2 separate regions of the Mus musculus genome follow, and region 1 is linked to region 2. Evidence: chromatin contacts called from public Hi-C data. All regions are on one chromosome and are shown on one strand. Each heading gives the region's core, a stretch centred on a gene start, on an enhancer-like site or on the middle of the called end of the contact. The rest is flanking DNA. Distances are from core to core; before and after follow the strand shown. Region 1 has its middle 25 kb from the start of Gm34371. Region 2 has its middle 20 kb from the start of Gm34259.

Region 1 (2,700 bases), core at 107-2,606, 180 kb after region 2:
GGTTTTGAGTCATACTCCCTTTCTGTTTCCTGTGCAAGTTTCATGGCCACTGTGGGACCAGGAGTCTGAGGTTAGCCGCTCCTCTTGCTTCCCTAGGGGATGGCTTTGCTTCCCTTCCATATCTACACTGGCCCTTCTTTGTGAACTCAGAGCTGGCCTTGAGCCGAAGGTCAACACAGCTGTCCAAGTGTGGATTGAGTTGAACCAAGTCTATTAGAGCCGTATCCCACAGAACCTCAGAGGGATATTACTTGGAAACAATGTCATTACAGATAAAATTGGTTAATATAGAGTCACACCATGGGGAGAGAGGTGCCCTTCACCACAGTGAAGACTCAGAGCCAGAGAATACTGAAAGAAGACTGGGTCTCAGGGCTTTAATCCCTGCACTCAGGAGGCAGACTCAGACAGATCTTTTTGTATGAGTTCAAGGCTAGCCTGATCTACAGAGCAGGTTCCAGGACAGTCAAGGCCTCACCATGAAATCCTAAAGAAGATGGAGGTGGATATTGGAGCGATGCTGCCACATCTGGCCCTTAGATCTGTGGTTTCTAGGATGATCTGTGCCACCTCGTTGGTAGGGCTATATCATAACAGGCCTGGGAAAGACGATGCCTAGCCCTGGTCCCTGGTGTCCTGTCAGCCACTGGAACCTGCTGGGATCACTGTGTGGATGCAGCCTAGGCAATGCCTTCTCTAGTTGTTTTTTCTCCTGTCCAGACCCTCTCAATCTCACCCCTCCATTCATAGCCTCTTCCCTGCCCCCCCCCCATCACCACATAGGGCCAATATGTCCTTCACCATTCTGGCCTAACCCTACCAGAATGACCTCTTTCCCCTTGGAACTATGCCACTGCCCAGCTTTTTGCCCCTTTGGGGCTTCCATTACATGGCTGAGGAAATCTAAATCTGTGTGAGGCCTATGGAGCCCCGCAAGGCACAGGCTGCACTGCTCCTTCTGGCTTCTCGGGCCACTCTAACCAGCAGTACTGATTTAACAGGGCCTTTCTCTTCTCAGAGCTCTCCAGCTCCCATTACAGTTAGGCCCCATCCCAAGAGCTCCTTCCTCAGAGACTCGCTCGCCGTTTTCTGTTCTCCCTTTACACTCCCTGTTTGTGCCTCATGACATTTGCCACAACTCTGAGTCACATATTTATTAGTGTGGGGTTATTTGCTGTTGCTCTTTTATGCCTCTCTCTCACTCACTATAGGCCCCATCTGAGCAGGAACAATATCTATTTGTCCTCCTGGTGCAGGCAGAGAGCAGAACAATGTTCCGGCTCCTAGGAGGTGCTCTGTAAATATTAGTGGAATGATCCAACCTCAATGCCTCTCTTTGTGGCATGATGAAGTAGGGATGTGTTTGGCTCTAAAATAAACACAATTAGCCTGGGCTGGGCTCTTGGTCACTTCATACCAGGAGGGACGAGCAAGCTTGGCACTGTGAGGGAAAGCCACGTCATTGACTGCCACCTACGGGATCTGTGCTATTCATCTGAATATATCTTCTGATTTTTCTATAGCTTACAGGCAGATGCTGGCCATGAATTCCAGGTTTAGGATATTACCTAATGGTTCCTGAAGCTTTGAAATGCCTTTGCTGCTTGAGAAAGGCTTCACTAAACTCAACATCAAAGTGAGAGAGGTCACAAAGACATCAGTATACTCCATTCACCAGCTGGGGTCCGAGTGCACGTCCCCATGACTGACCACTAGGTCCGTCCCCTTGGAGGCAGAAGCCTCACAACACCACAGAAAACAGTGCTGAATTCAAAACCTGGTTAAGGGATGAAGCCATGTTCCTCTAGCGGGGACTTGATCTTATCATTCACTGGGAATTACCACCAGGATTCTCTCCTTACTCAGTCACATGACCATTTTTGACCATGGCAACAGAAGCAAGTGGCAACCCTACCCAGTTCTTGGAACCAGAGAACATCAGCCTGGTGCCATGAAGGCAATTTCAATCATCCTTTGGAAGTTAGACAGATTATTTGCTATTTTCACCAACTCTCTTCCCATCTAGTACACGTGAGTATTACACAGAAGCCAAGCAGGACTGAAGTCTGCCCCTGGTGGCAACAAATGCAACTTGTCTCTCCTGGCTTTTCTAGGCAGGAGAACCAGAGGAAAACCAACTAGAAGCAGGAATGGGCTCATTTGCCATAAACACTGTTTGTCTCGTACCTTGGAATGACCACCAGGATTTAAGATACACACAGCACCCACTCAGTCCACTTGGCATTGTGGGCCGCTGCTATGTCATCTATGTCAGCTACTGTGGGGAACTGCAGGCTGGTCTCCAGTTGAGCTGAGGTCTGAACCCCGAAAATGGTGATAATTCACCTTCATGACACAGTAGGCGTTCCCTCATGCTCCTGGAACTCCGGCTCCTGCCTAAGTTACCACCCCCCACAGTCCCCACAAGAGAAGCATGGCTAGAAGTCAAGTAGACAATGGCCCAAACTTCTGACCTTCAGGCTAAACCCCTCCCCAGTTACCTAGCAACAGTAAAGACCATAAAAGGAGCTGTTCAGCCCCTGCTTGCTCTCTTACCTCTTACTTGTCTCTCTTACTTCTTAACCCTCACTCTCTCCCTCTCTCTCCTCTCTCTTTGTCTTCTCCTCTCCTCTCCTCTCCTCTCCTCTCCTCTCCTTTCTCCCTCTTACTCTCTTTCTCTCTAGCCTCCCCCCTTCTACC
Region 2 (2,811 bases), core at 304-2,803:
GCCTCTTTGCCACCTAAATATTTCACAGCCTCTCAATACAGTGCTGCTACCAGTCAGGAGACAAATGCTCTCAATATGAGGCTTTGGGGGGTCAAAGGAAGAGTGGTATGGCTTGAATTTGAAATGTGCCTGACTGGCAATTGTCTCTCTTGGGTGTTAGCATATGAAAGCTAAGAGTTGCTACCCTCACAAATCAAGGAAGCAGCTAGGCTGTGCCCTGCTGACTCACAGCTATAATCCTGCTACTCAAGAGGCTAAGCAGGGGATAGCCACAAGTTTGAGACAAGCATGGGCTACAAACAAGTTCCAGACCAGCCTCCCTCCAAAAACAATAAGGAGGTAGACCCTATAGTGAATTAGAAAAATAAGGACAGTAAGTATGTTTAGTATCTACTGGCTATGGGTATGGGGAATAGCTACTTTCATGGGCAACTTCCACCTTCCCATAAGCCAGTTTGGCTCTGTGTATTGATAGTGCTGAAGCACGCATGCTCTTCAGCTCCAAGGCTGTGCTTTTAGGAACATGTCTTAAGTGCACAGACAGCTATCTAACTCACCTAGAAAGTGGTCAGTGCAGCAATGTGCATAATAGCAAACATCACAGTGATCAGTTAAATGACAGACATGGGAAAAATGAAATTATACCCGGAATTTAATGAAATTACATCCAGAATGTCTAGTAAACACTTACTGGACCTTTTCATGGGCCAGACACTGCACTAAAGATTTATCATGTACTGCTCAATTTAGCTCTGAAAACACTTACCAAGGAGATGTTATTATTATGGCTATTTTCCATGGGAGTAAATGGTAACCTGGAGATATGAAGTCACTCGTTCAGGCCCCTACAGTTAGTGAAAGACAGCCCCAAAGGTGGTTACTAAGGCCTTGCTTGCGATGGGTGGCTATCTGCCTCCATATCCAAGGTATTGGGTGTGGACTCTGAAAGATACAAAGGTCCCCTGGGGTCCGAACAAGTTCACTGAAGAGACAGGTAGCAAGATGACATTTGACATGAACACATTTCTGTGATGTGCATACCATATGACACACTTGAGCGGTCTATCTTTCTGTGTACATACGCATGACCGAACAGTCCCATTTGCACTAGGGCTAGGGTAACTTATATGCCAAGCTGCATCGGGGTAACTGGGTCATGGGATGTTGGAGGTATCTCTGTCCCTACTTCCCTGCTGGGTGGACTAAAATGAGATGAGTCACCTGAGCAGTCATGGTTTTTTTTCTTGTTTTGTTTTTTTGTTTTTCAGAAACACTTTTGAACCTTGGAGTTCAGAAGCTGTTACCTACCCCCTACCTGGTCTCATCTTCTGTTTCTAGGTAAGAAGGTAAACCCAGAAAAATCAAGTAGGCGTGTTATAGTCACTTGGCCAATCGGCAGCAGACACAGAAGGGGGCAGACATCTGCCTACTTCTGGTCCTGACTCTTGCCGCTGCCCTCATTCGCTCACGAAGGCACCTGGCAGTGGCCCCTTGAACAGTGAAGCATGATGGGACTCTGCACATTATCCCATGTACCTATCTTCCCACCATCCAGCTCTCTGCTCCAAACATTCCAAGCCCTCCCTTGGTGCCAGGGAGCCAAAAGGCCCGGAGAAAAGATACCCAGCCTGGCTCATTACTCGGCCTCCAGACACTTCTAGATGCTTTTCTATAAGCCAGTGGTCTGAATGGGAGTGTGCCTCAGCTCCCAGCAACACCTTCCAACTGTGCCCTGTGGAGATGCTGACTTCATTAGAGAGGCCCACACCAGAGCTTCTGTGACACTAACAGATCCTCTCTAGTGAAGAACAGTAGTCTGCATTATGTTTTCGAGCATTGGCGTTTTATCCAGGACCTGGATATAATTACTTTCATCCTGTCTGCTGGTAGTAGGAACAGATGTAGCACTCTCTGCCAGACGCCTTGAAGTGACCCATGTTCATCCCCAGCTGCCACCTCCGGTCCCACAGAGATGAACAGGAAGAGGAGGTCCCTGGATGCTCCACCATGCTGCAGACCGTCTGGCCTCCTGCACGCAGGGCACGCAGAGCCCAAGGCTGGTCAGAAAGAGAACAAGAACAGAAGAAAGTCTGTAACCTGCTGGAGATCCAGGGCCAGGAACTGGCCATTGCCTGTGAAGGGCACTCTAGTCCCTAGGAAGCCTCAGGAGAGCACAGTTGTCAGGGTTGCAGAAAAGTTATGAAATGTGTCTTGTTCTTCGTATCCCCACACAGAGGCATGAAGTGCCTCGGAAGACCTTCTTCTTGGAAACAAGAAGAGTCTGACAGATCCCCCTTGGCTCCGCCTCCACAAATTAAACTGGAAAGAGGGGCTAGGACACTGTGGCTGGCTTTTTTTTTCTCTCTGCTTTCTCTCTTACGAGGGATGAATGACAAGATAGTATCTTCATTTTGGATCAAATGAGGACAAGGGAGAAGAGACACAAAGGACAGCCTAGAAGGCTCCACCAACCATGACTACCAAGCGGGATGAGTTGTCACAGGCAAGCCAGCATCCCTCTCGTAGAGTAAAACCCAGAAACATGATATTATCCAGAAGAAAATAGAAAACTCACACAATGAAATGGGATACAGTGATAGAAACAGTGCATAAAAGAATTAAAATGCTCTATAAAACCATGAACACTCTTGTGCCATGTTAGCAGTGATGTCAGCAGCTGCTCCCTCCAGAATGCTTTCCATTAAGTGGCACAATAGAACAATTTTCCCCCTTGTTGAATAGTAATAAAAGAGTTTTTAAATATGTGATTGCCTTTCTTGCTTTTTGACGTTGTTTATATTTGTTATATGT

What was found. A called contact is a pair of places that touch in the nucleus more often than the background predicts.
Region 1: a Hi-C map of the N1E-115 cell line shows a contact between it and region 2, with 6 times the contacts expected there. The contact joins two enhancer-like sites. A contact is called at or near these places in 1 of 15 datasets of contacts at CTCF or cohesin (large pre-B cells) and 3 of 484 Hi-C or Micro-C datasets (the N1E-115 cell line, embryonic stem cells and large pre-B cells).

The regions. Positions count from the first base shown.
Region 1 is chr17:4,768,170-4,770,869 of GRCm38.p6, forward strand. No RefSeq gene overlaps it. Among named protein-coding and RNA genes, the nearest start is that of Gm34371, 25 kb to the right of the region's middle. Within about 2 kb of position 1,357, at least 54 of the 459 cell types and tissues checked have an H3K27ac peak or open chromatin away from gene starts, as enhancers often do. A contact at or near this core is called in the N1E-115 cell line, where this site is marked.
Region 2 is chr17:4,590,893-4,593,703 of GRCm38.p6, forward strand. No RefSeq gene overlaps it. Among named protein-coding and RNA genes, the nearest start is that of Gm34259, 20 kb to the right of the region's middle. Within about 2 kb of position 1,554, at least 2 of the 459 cell types and tissues checked have an H3K27ac peak or open chromatin away from gene starts, as enhancers often do. A contact at or near this core is called in the N1E-115 cell line, where this site is marked.